2 separate regions of the Mus musculus genome follow, and region 1 is linked to region 2. The links are chromatin contacts, called in public Micro-C maps. All regions are on one chromosome and are shown on one strand. The core of a region is the stretch at or near the end of the contact, and the rest is flanking DNA. Distances in the headings are between cores, read along the strand shown. Region 1 overlaps Rassf8 (Ras association (RalGDS/AF-6) domain family (N-terminal) member 8). Region 2 overlaps Gm38475 (a long non-coding RNA gene).

Region 1 (3,850 bases), core at 301-2,800, 240 kb after region 2:
CCCACAGTACAGGAACACCCACAGTACAGGAACACCTACAGTGCAGGAACACCACAGTACAGGAATACCTAAGGTACAAATGTCTCCCTCTGTCTACTGCTCAGTGTTTAAGATATTCTGTAATTTTAAGTCTTAAGTCAGGGACAGACAAACTTAGAAATAGAAACTAATTGATATCAAGTCCATTGATAGGCCACTTGGCCATGAAGACACTGAAATGACAAGGCACATAAATGTGCCAGGCTGCATAAATTGGCTTTCCTGTAACTCTCATCTGTGTTCTCTAGTGTGCTGTTACTCATCTCAGTTTGCCAAGATGTGGACAGTTTCTTCATTTTTGTAAAGATGTTGCTGAGCTTGTGAGTGCATGTGTGTGTGTGTGTGTGTGTGTGTGTGTGTGTGTGTGTGTGTTTTATGATGTAATATTAAACTGTAATTGTAAGAAATGCTGACTTGTAAAATAATTGAACTTATTTTGTTTGAATATTCTTTGTAAAAGTAAATGAGATTGAGATGAATAGCATGCTAGTGGTGTTCTGAAGTTGTCCTCTGCCTGTTCTCAGTCATAGTTCATCTTTTCATCTTTCAATAAGGACCTGGCTGTACTCGCCGCAGAAGCAGGGGCCATGACTCTGACCACACTCCAGCTCAGTGTCAGGCTGCTTGCAAGGCCTGCTGTTAGCTGGTGTTTGCTAAGTTCTTGTCAGTACTAGTTATTTTTCTTTTCACCATGGGCTTTGCCTGTTAGGCAGTCCCAGTATTCAAGGCTGGACTCTCTGCTTTTAGTTTAGACCTTCACAGAGCCAAGAGGTTTTCTTTTGAGGGAATATTCATCCACTGTTTGTTTCAACTTTGGAAAACTTGGAAGATATCACAGGCTGATTTAGTGGTCTTGTTGTCATTTAGTTAGGTTTTTGTTTTGTTTCCTCATTTGGCTTTGTTTTAGGTTATCTAACTAATCTCTGATTCTAAGATCTAGTGCTTTGGTTTGTCTTTTAGGTAAGGATTTGCTTCTGTTGGGCCTGCGATCTTAAGATCTCCTAATAATCCCTCAGTGCAACCCTCGCGTCTCAGCTGTGTTCTTCATCTTAGTCAGTCTGAACGTTGTCACTCTGTCTTGTTACATAGGACCTGGCAGAGGAGTCTTTGTAGATGCTAGAGTTGTCTACATGTGGAGATCTTTGGGAAAGCCTCATGAACTACAGAATCCTGTGTAGGCTTTATCCTGAGTGAGCACACTTCTTGGGCAATTATAAAGTTTAACATCTCTGAACATTACCAAAGTTTCTCTCTAGAGTCTGGGCTGCTCGTAAAGAGAGTTGTTTGAGAGCAGCTCGATGTATCTGTCCACATAACTCAGTGTGACAGTATCTTCTTCCTTTTAAATTCTGCACTATAGTAGTTTCCATCCTATGGTACTGAGGTCAAGGTCCCGAGGCAGAGGAAAATCCCAGCCGGATGGAATTTACCAGAATGCTAGAGACACTGCATGAACACACCGTCCTAGGTGCTTTCTGTGGACTCCCTGCTAGAGAGCTGCCCTTGCTGCAGGGCTCACACACCCAGGACACCACCTTGCTTCATGAGCTGCTGAACAGGTCAGAAAGCAGAGCCTCCCCTGTCTTCACCAGGGTTCCTTTGCCAGAACTTCACCTGCTGAACCATCCACAAAAATATTTAGGAGCCTGGACCTAATTTCATAGAAGAGGCAAGATGTTGAAGTCGGAGCACAGAAAGCAGTGTCCACTACTAAACACAGCCCAAATGGTTCATGATGCAGAGCCCTTCACTCTGATCTCATTGCTGTTGACGCATCTGTAAAGGGCTTGCGCATTGCTAAGCACTGTAGTTTACTCTGGACTAAGGAAACTTACTACACTTTCCGGTTGGAGTCTGTAGACTCTGAACCTTGGAGAAGAACCTTGTTAGAAACAAACAGATCTTGCTAACACACAAAGGAACACAGGATTAAAGAGAACACAGGATTATCAGGGAATTTCTTTTTACCAAGAAGAGTGCAACAAGCCCCAGGGCATGCTAACACACAGGACAGGAAGCACACTTTGTTTTATTTTAACCCAGAGAGTAACTGTCTTTACTCACTCGCTGGGGTCCAACCTCAGTCTCTTGCAATTATCTCATTTTTAATGACTCAAGTAAAGCAAATGAAGGATGGAAAGAAAGAGGTCGACCGTGTAAGTCACTTATGTGCCTTTGTGTAAGCAAAAGTTTTACCAACTGGGGATTAAAACATTTGCATAAGAGTTTTACAAGGTGAGGGAGATAAAAGATTGGAATTCCTATCATAAACAAAAGTATAGTGTTTGAAGGAAAAGAATAATATTTAATATTTCTTACAACTTTTTATTCTTTTAAATGTTTATGTTTTAAAAGCATTATATTATTTCATCCTGTTATTTGTGGTAGTCATTAAAACAAAATCATAAATATCACACAAGCCTTAGGAATGGGCATGGCCATGCTGGGACTTCATTCTTGGTGAAATAGAAGCAGCTCTAGAGATTGTTCACCTTTAGAAAATATGTCTTTTAATTTAAAAATAATTAAACATATTTGAGTGTATGGAGTTAAAAAAATCCTACTATAACATCTCTTACTAGAAGAAATAAAATTGAGGCTGGAGAGATGGTCAGCTGTAGAAGCACTTAGCTCTTCTTCCAGAGGACCCCAGTTCAGCTCCTAGCACCCACACCAACTTCAGCTTCAGGGATCCAATGCTTGCAGCTTCCTAAGGCTCTTGCACTCACTCACATGCATGTGTCTATGCATGGCACACATGCACATAATAAAAATAAAAAACAAAACAGCAAGAACTGAAAAAACCTGTAAGTCGTGTGCTAAAATATAATAAAACCAAAACCATTTGGTAAGACCAAATATATTTCTTCTTTACTAGGAGTAGAAGCCAAACAATGTATCTTTAATTTCTTAGTAAAACTTGGAATCACAGAAAGATTACACCACTCAGCAGGATTTTGCTGTGGCTGGCTCCAGCTATTATTCTGATGGCCCATGCCGCTCTGAAGAAACCAGGCCTTGGGTGGACACTGGGTCAAGCCTAGGTGGCAACCTGCCTACCAGAAGGCTCTTCCAGTGCACTAGCAGGCTGAGTATGGCCCCAGTTCAGATGGCTGCCTTTGACCTCCTTGCAGACAGTTCAGTCTTTTAAAATATGGCTTCATGAGTGGCTTGAGCTGCCGCGCCCCAGTTTTCCTGAAGCCTTTCTCCTCTCCGGGCTTACCTGCACCCTAGCAGATTTAGGTGTGCCATGCATGAGACAAGGAAGGGAGAAAGAGGAAGGATCGAGCTGCCACTGGGAAACAACGTGTAGAAAATCCCAAGTGATCCATTGCCAGACTGCTGTTACATACAGATCAGGAGTCAGTTGTGTTTCTGTACCCTACTGAGGAGCCATCACAAAATAAATTTAAAATGCTTGCATAAAGCACTACGAAAAAGAATAAAATGATTAGGGATGCAATTCTACAAAAATTATAGAAGCTAGACACAAAATGCCATTAAACATTATTGGAACAAACTAAGACCTAATAAGGACAGACCATGTTGCAGATCCAGTAGGTGTCCATGTGCAAAAGAAAGAAGGTGGCCTCATTCTCACTTCATCGACTGAATGGAAGTAATAAGAGATTTAAAGTAAAGAAGAAAAATCAAAACCTCTTGAGCTAAGGTGTGACTCCTCAGGAAGCAGACAGCAGCTCCTTGTATAGAACACTAAGTTCCAGAGCAACAGAAGAGTACACTAGATATCAGAAATAAAACTTGGGTTCAAAAAAGGGACAAGAAACTCTTCTGAAATGGAAAATATTTG
Region 2 (3,882 bases), core at 321-2,820:
CTCCATAAACAGTACGCAGAGACCATCTGATGTAAGGGGAATGCGGGAGTGAACGGCAACCTGGATATCGTCTAAGACAACGCGGGCTAAGCTGAGTAGAACAGCAGTCTGTGGTGGAGACGGGTCTCTCAGTGGCACATGGTACTTACACAGCCACAAAGAAGTCGATGCTTCTAGCAGGCATTACACATTCGCTACATTTCACATTCGCTACACATGACAATGAGAAACATGCATTTGCTTGCGTGCTTATAGCTGTCCTCAGGGTAGCACTACCATGGTGTTACTTACAAAGAAGTGGATGTTTGGAGAGGTTAAGTATCTTGTGCAAGCTCACACAGCTATGCCATCCTCAGTGTTTGAACATGACTGCCCAACTGTGCTGCTTTAGAAAGTTGTTTGGAGGTGAAGTCTGGCAGAAGGAAGTGAGTCACTATTGGAGGTGAGGGGCGGGTCATGAGGGTTGTAACTCAGCCTTGCTTCCTGTTCACCCTCTCTGCTCCCTGCTCTGGTAAGATGTGACCTCACAGCCTATGTCCCCATTGCTACAGTGGAGAACAATCCACCACCACACCTTTACCACTGGGGCAGGCTACACCCCTCAAACTGAGAACCTGAGTAAACCACGCCCCCTTCCACAGCTCCTTGGTGGGTATTAACCACCTGCTCAGGACACTTCAAGTCAGTCACTTGCTCATTCCATGTCTGCCTCATCTCAGACCTATAGGCGACTTCAGCTTCTTGTCCTCGTGACAACCAGCATTTAGGTGTCACTGACCCAGGCCACTCACGCTTTCCTCCATGAAATGTCTCTGTTGGAGTTGGTTTGATGCTGCCATGTACACAAATGCTAAATACTGGCTCTCAAGATTAGGCTGCCTGCAATTAGGAGATCCCCAACGACACTAAATGATACTCTGTAAGCCTTGCTCCCCAACTTAATTGGTCAATAAAAACCTTTGCTCCCCAAGTTAATCAGTCAATAACTGCCTGTGGTTGGGCAGTAGAGAGAGAAAGGCAGGACTTGAAGACTGCGTGAGGGGTCTCAGGAAAGAGAGCAGAGAAGAGAAGAAAGGACACAGAGGGAGGAGGAGGCCTCCATGAAAGGAGATGGACCATGAGCACGTGGCCAGGAGGATCAGCAAGTGACAAGGGACATATGGCTGGGATGTAAGTTAGAATAGCTCAATTTTAACTAAGCCTGCCCAATCTAGGCTTACAGCTTGTAAATAAATACCAGTATTGTAAGGTTTTTATACAAGCTAGATAGAATATATTAATTCTACTATAAATTGGCCCACAACTTAACAGCAGTTAGAATCCAAGCTTACAGCTTGACAAGGCCTGGGTAAAAGGGTGGGGGTGGGGGAGTCAGCACAGCTGGACAAGAGGCCTGGTCTTTTTAAAAAAAAAAAAAAAGAGAGAGAGAGAGAGAACAAAAGCAGACAGAAGCCCTAGAGAGAGCTAGGCCTGAGGCTGTGGGTGAAGGCCTGAAGCAGTGCAGAAGCCCAGTGGGTTGGAGAGGCCTGGCCAGGAAGGCAGGAGGCTGAACCAGTGGGGCAACCTTCTGGACTGAGCTGAGGGGGAGGAGCTGCGCTGAGGGGGCGGAGCTGCACTGAGGGGCGGGGCGGAGCTGAGGAGGCGGAGCTGGCTGCCTTAGACACCTGCTGACCCCAGGAGCCTGCAGAGACCCAGAAGTTCAAAGGGAACATTGCTTCTGAGCTGCAATAAAACTAACAGCCCCAAGCGTCCTAACTGCGGAGGCACTAAGTTTAAAATTGGTAAATCGACATCCCTAAAGCGAGTCAGAGATTAAAGGGAAAAATACTTTCCATGTTAAAAAATGGAAAACACTCCAGCAGAAGGCGCTTGGATCTTGTACGGTTTTGTTTTTCCTTGTTGCCATGGAGCTAGCGACAGCACATTCAGTAGCACCATGGTTTCTGTGCCCTCTCTGAGGAAGATCAAATGAAACAGACTTGGGTAAAGAGAGATCTGAAAGATGGAACGCTAAATTAGTCAGGAAAAATAGAGGAAGAAAAAAGGAAACTGGTGGCAGCTGGAACTCAGAGCTCTCTGGCTGTGAGATGTTTGTTAGCGCTTGCTGCTACACGGGCTCAGGTACAGTGTGGCAACGCCTGACTTCCAAGGCCTGTGAGATAACCTAACACAGCTGGCCCCCAACTTAGAATTCTCTTGTTTCCTTGCTTGGATTTTGTTTGAATGTTTTTGTTTTTCCCTAATAGCAGGGAAACAGGAAGGATATTTTTATTGGTTGACTTTACTAACACATAGAAGAATTTTAAAGATTTTAAGTAAATTCAGAATGTCACTACAATTTATAAGATATAGCAATTTGCAAACATCCAAAATGACACATTTTTTCCATAAAAGTACTATCTAGGTTTTTGCTTAATAATAAATAATATATCCTTAATGATCTAAAAGGTAAATACATATTGATCTCAAATTTATATAAAGAAAAAGGGGAATATAGACATATTTATCTACATAAGGTATATTTATAATTTCACTTTGAAAGATAATGCTTTTTCTGTTGGCAAAAATAATTTTGCCCTAGGAAAGATATTTTCTAGTAGTCAATATAAGGACCCAGAGTTAGGGTTGGGGCAGGGTTATCTTCCATCTAAATTATTAGAAATAAGATTTGACCGGGGAAGACACCCTGAATATCTTGGCTACAGACAGACAGAGAGAGATTGGCAATATCAACAAGATAGGTTAATATATATCTGTTCTGTCTACATGAGAAAAGCTCTGAGACCAACTGAGACATGAATATGAATGTATGTGTGTGTGTGTGTGTGTGTAGTCAATAAATCTTGTTGGCAACCAAGTCTTCAGGACTTACCATGCCATTGTTTTAAGTGGCATATATATTAGTCTATGTTACAGTTTTGTTACACGATCCAAACTAACTTATAAAGACAGACAGATAATTTTCAGCTGCTCAAACAAGAACAAAGAATCATCTTTAACTGATCTATGCACCTTGCACATTATATACACTATTGGTACAGAACTGTCTATTACTTGTGAGAGCTTACATGTTAACAGAAAATGACAACCGAGGAAGTGGCCCTAACCGGATCCACCCTTGTGGGTGCTGGGATGCCTGATCTGGCCTCAGACTGCCTCAAAGCTGTTTCCTTGGGAGACTTGCTTCCAGAATGGCTTCAGGGAAGGCTGTTGGCCCCAGATGACCACAGTTCATCCAGCCTTGCACACTGATCCAGCCAGGACTTCAATTAGGCCTTGAACTTTCCCACCCCACAGAGACTGGACAACAAACGGTGCAGCCAGTTCTCCCAGGACTTGGCCAATATCCCACTTTTCACAGAGTCCCAAATCTCTTAGGATTCCCAAAAGATGCTGTTGCCCCTAAATAGCAGGAAGTGATCTTAAGTAGACATGTTCCCCCATTGCCAAGACATGGGATGGATGATTTTGGTCATTTTACTGGATAAAGGATGCTTGTTGTTATAAAGAGGTTGGTTACAAGTTATTAATGGTCTTGATCGGGGAAAAACAAGGTTAGGAGGTTAGACTCGGGGATTTCTTTCTTTCCCTTTCTTTTCTCTATCCTTCTTTCTTTCTTGTGTGAGGGGAAAGGGTTAAAAGAAAAAGGGTAAAAATAAAAATATTATAGGGAAAAGGTGGGACATAGGAATAATGGGTAGATTATTGAGTCTACTCTTCAACTATTAGAGCTACTAGCCAAAAACTTACATTAGTATAGATCTTTGAATATTAATACATATTGAGGTTATAATTTGTTACATTGGGTATATAACTATTGTATACTGATACAAATTTAAGGTTATTCTTGATATACATAATGTATATATGTCTTCAACTTTT

Evidence for each region. Hi-C and Micro-C count contacts between places; a contact is called where the count stands out from the background.
Region 1: a Micro-C map of trophoblast stem cells shows a contact between it and region 2, with 2.3 times the contacts expected there. The contact joins two enhancer-like sites. A contact is called at or near these places in 5 of 484 Hi-C or Micro-C datasets (bone marrow-derived macrophages, megakaryocyte progenitors, trophoblast stem cells and 1 more) and 1 of 115 datasets of contacts at active chromatin or transcription factors (astrocytes).

Annotation. Positions count from the first base shown.
Region 1 is chr6:145,786,826-145,790,675 of GRCm38.p6, forward strand. All of the region lies in intron 1 of Rassf8 (Ras association (RalGDS/AF-6) domain family (N-terminal) member 8), which reads left to right. Among named protein-coding and RNA genes, the nearest start is that of Gm15704, 40 kb to the left of the region's middle. Within about 2 kb of position 1,551, at least 13 of the 459 cell types and tissues checked have an H3K27ac peak or open chromatin away from gene starts, as enhancers often do. A contact at or near this core is called in trophoblast stem cells, where this site is marked.
Region 2 is chr6:145,544,546-145,548,427 of GRCm38.p6, forward strand. All of the region lies in intron 1 of Gm38475 (a long non-coding RNA gene), which reads right to left. Among named protein-coding and RNA genes, the nearest start is that of Gm38475, 68 kb to the right of the region's middle. Within about 2 kb of position 1,571, at least 56 of the 459 cell types and tissues checked have an H3K27ac peak or open chromatin away from gene starts, as enhancers often do. A contact at or near this core is called in trophoblast stem cells, where this site is marked.